2 separate regions of the Mus musculus genome follow, and region 1 is linked to region 2. A link is a contact called in public promoter capture Hi-C data. All regions are on one chromosome and are shown on one strand. The core of a region is the stretch at or near the end of the contact, and the rest is flanking DNA. Distances in the headings are between cores, read along the strand shown.

Region 1 (4,192 bases), core at 1,204-3,703, 2.2 Mb before region 2:
GATCAAGAGCTTGGAATAAAATGTTCTCCCTCTGCTACCACAGACACAGCAGCGTGCTGCTACACTGTGTGCACAGGCTTGGGTTGTGCAGCCTGGGCCTACGTCACCCAAATCAAGACTCCCTCAGCTTCCAAATGACTTCCTCTCAGACTCCTCTACCGTGAGGGGAAGAATTAGAACTGGGTTAAATCACATCAAATCACAGGTTATTAGACAACCCGTGGACATGGACATGGGAACAGTATTAGTTTCAAAGTTGCACCAATGCTACCATTCACTGGAAAAAAAAAAAAAAGAGTGGCTTCCATTCCAAGTGAACACTGAAAGGCCGACAGGAACAGAAATCACAGGCAGACCAGGATCACCTTTTAGTCACACCAAACCTAGAAAAAGTCAAGTGCATCGGAGAATTGTAACCCTGTACAACATAACAAAGCAGACTCCTGTCCCCGGGAAGACACCACTGTGAGGAACACCACGCCTCTCCAGTTACCAGTGAACTGGTAGTTGTGCTACCCTCTCAAATGTCAATCTCTAGCTGGGCAGTGGTGGCACACGCCTTTAATCCCAGCACTTGGGAGGCAGAGGCAGGCGGATTTCTGAGTTCAAGGCCAGCCTGGTCTACAGAGTGAGTTCCAGGACAGCCAGGGCTACACAGAGAAACCCTATCTCGAAAAACTTAAAAAAAAAAAAAAAAAAGTCAATCTCTCTGTCAAAATGGAGGCATAGAGGCTAACATTTTTTCAATTACCTGTGAGTTAAGAGCAAGCACTCTTAGATGTCGAGCCCAGGACGGAGGCTCTTCCCAGATCCCCTTTTTCTGCACAGATGTGGAGGTTATATCTCTTCCCCCAAGCCCAGAGATGCACCATTAGTGCCAAGAGAAACTGTTAAAATGGCAAGTCCCTCTCTGTCTTTTAAAAGCTAGCTAAATCCCACTTCTGGACAGTATCCCAAATGTCAGGACAAGGAGGCAGACAAATTTGGAAGCAGGAGGGGAAAGACCAGCATCAGGAAACACAAAACTCCTCCTATTCCTTCGGTATCACTTATCAGCCAGATGTTCGTGCTGTAGATGCGACAGGACAAGAGCTCTCCTTCCCCAGAACTTCATGGGCTCCAAGAAGCTAATCACCTGGAGCCACTCACAATCCTCTAACCTCAGGGACCTGACAGTTTAGAAGGCTAAGACAGCATGCCATCTTGCCATCTGAAGACTGTTACAATGAGAGGCAGTGACCTCTACCCAAAGAACCTCCTTCTACTACCCTGTGTCCATCCATCCTCACATAGGGAGCACGCTGACTTCCTCCATCAGTGGACCTGATGAATCAGTGAGTCCTTTCCCACCAGAACTCTCTCCACTGCTTCCTCCTGCCTTCACTTAAGAGTATAAAGAGGAAACACACAGAGAGACATTCATTCTCTCCCTCCCTCTCTTTCTGTTCTGGACCTCCTGCCTCCATCTCCCAATTGCAGGGATTACAGGCGTGGTGCTGGAGCCGGAATCTAAGGCTGCCCTACATGGCGAGCAACATCCCCGGCCGTGGTAAATGCTTTCCATTTCGGTTAAATTGTTGTATTATTTACTATTAAATTGACAAGTACCCCGATAAGACACAGTTTTCTTCTAAGAACTCTCTACAGTACCAGACCTCAAATACTGCTTCCATCTCCTCAGGATCAACAAGAGAATGACACGCTTCCTGCTACAATTCCTATTTCCTTAGTGAATCACATCTCTCTCCATCACTCGTTTATTCGCTTGAGACACACACTCTCTCTCTCTCTCTCTCTCTCTCTCTCTCGCGGCAATCGAGGCTGGAGTCCAACTCGTGATTCTCCTCCTGCCTGGCATGCGAGTGGAGTGCTGGAGTCATAGAAATGCGCCACCACTCCTGGGTGCCACAAGTCTTAGAACATCTATGGCCTAGGCAGTCTTCAAGCACATCCTTGCTTTCTCTTTCACACCATCACAAGGACCACTCCTCCCCCACGTGCTCAAGCTCCCAGGCCTCGCCCCGGACCACAGCAAGTTCGGATCCGCCTTCCTAGCCGCGCCCCGCCCCCCGGCGCGCTCACGCAGATGGTTATCTTGAGCACGCCGTGGCTGTAGTCCCGGTACAGCTCCTGAGCCTCTCGGTTGCACTCGATACAACGATACAGGCAAGAGGAAGAAGTCGCCGCTGCGCCTTCCGTGCCTTTCCCGGACCGCGTCCCCCTACGCCCGCCGGTCCCCATGGCCACTCTAGGGCTCCTGCTTCCGGCCGCTGGCGGAAGACGCCTGGACTGGCCTTGGGAGGGGCACCCAAGGGCTTACTGGGACTTGTAGTCCAAGCGCTGAATGAGTGCTTGAGGCTAACAGGGCGAGGACTACAACTCCCAGCGGGTACTGCGGCTGCGCGCCGCGCCCACCTGCCCGCGGCGGGCAGAGCAGGGCCGCGCCTGCGCCGTGCGGGAAGATGGCACCTGCCGGCTGCGGCTGCGGCTGCTCGGGCAGCTTGGGTGCTGCGGTGGTGCGGCCGCTGCTCCTGCTGCTGGGGGCGCTGGCCTGCGCGCGGGCCACCGAGCACTACTCTCCGCTGTCCTTGCTGAAGCAGGAGCTTCAGCACCGGCAGCAGCAGGAGGCCCCGGCGGGCGGCGGCTGTCCGCAGTCGGGGGACTGGGCGGACCAGTACCCGGAGTGCGGTGAGTGGGCCGAGCCGCCCTCTCCCTGGGCCGCCCCTGCCCAGCGTGGAAGCATCTGGGAAGTGGGGGCACCGGGGATGGGCTCAGGTGGGCGGCGGGGATAAGGACCTGCCTGGAGGGTGCCTGCTGGCGTGCACGGGCCAGGAAGTCAGACTTCTTTCTGCTTGCTCCGGTAGGTGATTTGCCCGATCCCCACCTCAGGAATCCAATCTTGAGAGGTGCAAGCAGGTTGGATTTGCGGGGTGACATGAGCACTGACCCGTGCTCCTCAGATGTACCCCCAACGGTAGAGAGAGAGCTTCAGGCCTGATTCCTGCGTGCATTCCAGCTGCTCAGGCTCATTCATTGGTCAGGCTCTGGGCAAAATGCACATGCTCTTTCTGTTTTGAGTTGTACAGTGGGCGTTTTTACCCATCAGTACCCTCTCCACTCTCCCTTCCCCTCAGTGGGTGTCCCTCCGACTTGCCGTGGGGAAGGTCTGGGTCTTCTATACCTAGTAGCAGCTGGCTGATAATGCCTTTTAAAACATCCCACCAATGTTCAGCACCATATGCCTACCCAAACACTACCTAGTTTCTTAGCTGAGATGCAGTCTCAAGATTAGTGCAATCTGACTTCCTTTGAGCACCATCTGACTTCTTGGAATGGCTTTTGGACTTATTTTGTGTCTTGGCTTTGCCTCCCAACACTGTTGCAGCTGATGTGGCCAGCATTCCTTAGTGAATCGAATGACCATTGTTAATGTCACCTCCTGATTCAGGGCAGGGGGTTACCTGTCTGTGAACTTGTCTGTAAATAGGAGACTCCGTTTACTTGACTATGAGGTTTTGTTTTTGAGAAAGGGTCTCTCTGAGCCCAGGCTGGCCTTGAACTTGCATTTACCACGATCCTTCTCTACAAACCCTCCAAGTTGGGCTTACAAGTGTGAGCTTCCATGCTCAACTTTACAGACAGATTTTGTCTTAACCACCAAAGGCTCTTAGTAGGAAATGCCTCTCTTCTGTTTGTCCCAATCCTGGACGATTACATGGAAGTTGGACTCTGTGACGCTTACCTCAGGCACCTGTCCTAGACTGTGGGGACAAATTCAGGACAGGCAAGTAAGCGTGTCATAGCCGAGGGGCTATTCTCATCAGTATTTACAGCCCCCATACCACCAACACAATGGTCTGCTCTAGATATCCAGAACCTCTCAGGTCTCACAAATCAGACAGGTCTGACCTCACCACGAGGGCACCTTTGGAATACCGTGGTCACTTTCTTACCTGCCCACGTCAAGCCAGACTCTAGACTTGGGGCAAAGAGCTGCAGCGTTATTCTCAGGTGCCAGTTGCTGAGGGGTAGATGCCTGCTTGGGTCTCAGTGTGCAGCTTACTTGCTCAGGCTCAGTCTCACACTGCAGCACCCCCTATGGTGGAGGAGAAAATGGTTCCAGTGAGAGCAAGTGGATCAGGCTGGAGGTGTCCGTCAGCAATGGCTGGCCCTGCTGGTCCCGGGTAAAGTG
Region 2 (4,124 bases), core at 213-2,712:
TACCTCTGCAGGTTCAGACACTCTTAGCTTGAGTCCCGTTCCATCTGCCCCACTCCCTTCTACCTATGCTGCTTCTCCCGTTGTTTTTGGCAAATGCTTCTCTCTGCTCTTTGTCATGATTGGCCAATCTTTGAAACTGTGTCCTAACAAATAAAGCTCAATAGGGATGTAGCCTGGGACCCTGTGTAGGGCATGTGTCTGGACTGCACACCTGCTGAATATATATGGGACATCCTAAAGGTGTCCCAGTTGGGGTGGGGTGGGGTACTGTCTAGTGTTAACCAAAAACTTCCATAGTATAGGCTGAGGAAGGAGGCCCCTGCTAATTCAATCCAGAAGCTTACGCCCAGAAGATGGTGTAGATGTACCTCAAGCACTTGCCAGACCATGGAGCTGGACGAAGGGCCCCCAGACCAGGACAGGAGCACCTGGGGGTGGGAAGGGCAGCATCAGCACGGAGGCATGCATCCGCAATATGAGCATGTCTTGTCCACTTCTTGGACAGCCCCAGACACCAAGTCTACCCTCAATGTCCAGGGACAGTAGGCCAGCTGAAGAAACGAACATAAACGGAAGACAGCAGGGCTGACAGCCGAGCGCCCAGGCACCACACATCGTACCTTCTCCCCAGGAAAGATGACCCGGTTCTTCCCAAGCATGGCTCTGAATTTGTGAACGTAGAATGCCTTGAAACAAACCCTGTAACACAGAAGCAAAGGGAGGCTGGCTGCACCTGCGCAGGAGACTGTGGGATTTTGTTTGACAGGGTCATCTCTGCAGCCCAAGCTGGCCTCAGATCGGAGGTAATTCTCCTGTCATGGACTCTGAAGTGTTGAATTGACGGGTGTGCCTAGTTTAGATGACAAGGGTCGTCACCAGTGGTTCCCACCACTATTTACGGTTAGGGCTAAGCACTTACAAGTTACCGCGCCTTTACAAGAAAACAAGCAAGCCTGGAAAAGGGGCGTGCGGGGGTGGGGGTGGGGTGGGGTGGGGACGGCTGCCCAGATCTCACCTGCAGAAGGCATCTCCCGCTCGTATCACCACCACCGGCAGGCCTTCTGCGCACTTCACACATTTCTGCTCCCGGCTTTGAGAGAACAAGAACATATGTGGCAGAATTCTCGCACCATGGCGGGCTTGGGGGAGTCAGGGTCGCGCTTCCCGGCCCGAGCTGGCGGAGGAAGCGCCAGGCTCACGCGCCAGGGCCTAGGTTTAGTTCTAGCCGCCGACTCACAGCAGTCCCGGAATTCCGGTTGGTGGGGAACCGAAGGGGACTGTCCCCGGCCTGGTGGTAGAAGGTTCTTACCTTGGCCGCGGCACGGGCGGAGGCTCCCGCCGCGCCGGCCCCGCGTAATCCTCACCGGCCTGACACATGGAGGGGTGGGTCCCGACTGCGGAGTGGCGTGAGGAGCCGGCGCGCTGAGATGCCGGCGCGCTGAGATGCCGTCACCGCCGAGCGGGCGCTGTCGTGACGCAACCCGGGGAGGTGGGGCCTGGGCGGTGACGCCAGCGCGGCGCCGTCGCGGCAGTGACGCCGGGTCTGCCGGCCTGGATAGGGGGCGGCGGCGGCGGCCTGCCCCGGGGATGGCGATGTTCCGCAGCCTGGTGGCCTCGGCGCAGCAGCGGCAGCCGCCGGCTGGGCCCGCGGGCGGCGACAGCGGCCTGGAGGCGCAGTTCAGCTGTCCCATCTGCCTGGAGGTGTACCATCGGCCAGTGGCCATCGGCAGCTGCGGCCACACGTGAGAGCGCGCGCCGGGAGCCCGCGGGAGGGGGGTCCGGGCCGGGGTCGTGGCTGGCGGCCGAAAGGAGACGTGGGGAAAGCAGCCCCTGCCCGCCGGCCGCGCGCGCGCCCTGCACCCGCCCCGGCCCCGCGCGTTGCCAACGGCCGCCGGCTGCTTCGAGGGCGGTGGACGCGGCCGCTGCGCCGAGCGCGGGGGTCCGGGCTTGCAGAGATCGGGTGAGCGGGCCGTTGTAAATAAACGACTTGTGGCTTCTGCAACCCACTCTGTTCCACCCCATGTCTACTCGTGTTGACTGTCAAGGAAATGAGTTTCCCTAAAGTTAGGAGAGGGACGCGTTTGGAGCCTGGTGTTTTGTTTTGAAGGACTTGGCCTATTCTGAACAGGAAGCTTCCAGGTAGCGGGGCCTAAAGGGACCCAGACATCAAGCACTTCGTTAGGTGCCCAGCTGAGCCAAGACACCCCCCACCCCCAATCTAGCGGCTCCTCCTCCCGTGTTTCAGGAGCAGAAACTTGAGGATGTGACTCTGCGCGGGAGGGAGCGGTGCTCAGGGCCTTCACAACCCCAGCCTGGTTGGGAGGGAGCCAAGATAGAACGTCTGCTCCATGACCTCCCCACAGTACAGCTCTTGAGATTAGCCGATAGAGAACGGGCAGGAGGAGGACTTGTCAGCAGACAGCCCCTCTGCTTGGGGCAGGACAAGGTGCACCCAGATTGGTGGGAGGCATTTTGCAAACAGAGGCAGCTGATTTTGGAGGCTCTAATGCAGAGGGAACTGGAGCCGCTTGGGTAGGCGTGTGCCTGCGAGTCATACAGGGAGGTGGCAGAGACCTTGTCTCCATCCAGGGCTGCCTTGACTTTCCCTGCCCCCTGTGTCAGGCTGAACCGAAGACTGGATCCCTCTGGAGAGCTCTGCTAGGTTGTCTTGGAAGAGCACAGCTAGCTCCTGCTCAGCCTAATGCTCCTGTGATATTCTAGCAGGAAGCCTTGGATCAGGACCCATTTTTTTGTATGCACGCACAAGTGGGTGTTTTACGGTGTGTTCTGTGAAGTGTTGTCTTTTTTTTTTTTTTTTTTTTTTTACAATCCCTTCACTCGGTGCACACAGGCCACTGCTGCATTCTTCAGTTTGCTACTATTCACCAATCAGTATGTGTTGTCCTCTTAGAAAGGTAGAACACGGGATTGAAAAGCACCTTTAAACCTGTAAACCTGTTCCCATTGCTCCCTCTGCAGGCTTTTATCTGGACAGCGTCACCTTGGGAAGGTGGCCCTGCTTTCTTTGCCAGTTCCGTTTCCCCAGCTGTTCAGTCCTACCTTTAATTCGCAGTGTCTGTTGGGTGTAGCCCTTGTTTAAAATAAGTGTGAGGGTTAAGTTTTCACATCACCTTTTAAAATGTCACTGATCCCTCTGTCTTCACCTCCTGACCAGAAGCTGTTTCCTTCTTGAGGTTTTTTGTGAGTAGAACCCTCCCTACAGAGTTGCTGCACTGCTACCCGGACAAGAGAAGGAGAGGAAGTGGGGAGACTTTGTGGCTGCAGATACAGGCAGGAGGCCTGCCAGTGGCGCCACTGTGGAGGTGTGCTCCAGGAACTATCCCAAGGCCACTGTAGAGGTGTGCTCCAGGCTGTATCCCAAGGCCACAGAGGAGCAGTCTTGAGACTTCACAAAGCAACTTTGCCTGAGGGAACTGGCTGCCTTGAGGGTGGAAGAACACAGGAAGGGGCAATGCAATGGGTGTTCTCTCCCACATTCACGCCCTCAGTTGTGTCACATGGTGGAGAAGCTGCCCTACACCAGCCTCTGTAGATGCAGGCAGGAACTCTCTGTGGGAGAAGTGTGGTCTGGAAACTAGGCCAAGAGCCCCACGTTTCGTTCTACTTCCTCTTGGGGAGAGTCACCGCGTAGACTTGAGACCTCCTCGCCTTCTTAGAGAAGGAGTGCCTTCCTCTGGCCACGCCAGCATCTTTGAAGGCCTGCTCTTCTGGGACCATTTTCCTTTTTCCCAGTGTGGCCTTGCTCTCCCTGTGGGTTTCTCTGAGGTAGAATATAGGGCTGCATGGTTTGTTCATTCAGATCAGGCATGGTGGCTCCTACCTATAAATTGGTAGCACTCCTAGTATTTGGAAGACTGAGGTAAGACAGGAATGAGTTCAAAGCCTGGCACAGGCCACAAAGTGAAGTCTTTTTGTTAAAGTTTTTAGGGTTTTTATTTTTTGTTTTATGGGTGTTTTGCTTGCATGTATGTCTGTATCATGCATGCACCTCCCATGGAGGCCAGAAATGGCACTGGACCGCCTTGGGACTGTAGCTGCAGACAGTCGATAGCCACCATGTCTGCAGGAGCAACCAGGGCTCTTAACCAGTGAGTCACTGAGCC

What was found. Promoter capture Hi-C pulls out the DNA fragments that hold promoters and counts their contacts.
Region 1: a contact with region 2 is called in a promoter capture Hi-C map of liver, with 5 times the contacts expected there. The contact joins the promoter of Ttc13 here to the promoter of Ctu2 in region 2. A contact is called at or near these places in 1 of 39 promoter capture datasets (liver) and 2 of 9 other capture datasets (adipose tissue and liver).

What each region holds. Positions count from the first base shown.
Region 1 is chr8:124,720,233-124,724,424 of GRCm38.p6, reverse strand. It overlaps Ttc13 (tetratricopeptide repeat domain 13), which reads left to right and starts at 2,453. Exons shown (of 23, transcript NM_001373939.1): 1 at 2,453-2,688. The coding sequence starts at 2,463. Arv1 (ARV1 homolog, fatty acid homeostasis modulator) reads right to left here and starts at 2,259. Exons shown (of 6, transcript NM_001368372.1): 1 at 2,083-2,259. The coding sequence starts at 2,241.
Region 2 is chr8:122,473,481-122,477,604 of GRCm38.p6, reverse strand. Ctu2 (cytosolic thiouridylase subunit 2) reads right to left here and starts at 1,462. Exons shown (of 15, transcript NM_153775.2): 1 at 1,310-1,462; 2 at 1,016-1,090; 3 at 621-699; 4 at 369-428. The coding sequence starts at 1,377. Rnf166 (ring finger protein 166) reads left to right here and starts at 1,531. Exons shown (of 6, transcript NM_001033142.3): 1 at 1,531-1,742. The coding sequence starts at 1,588.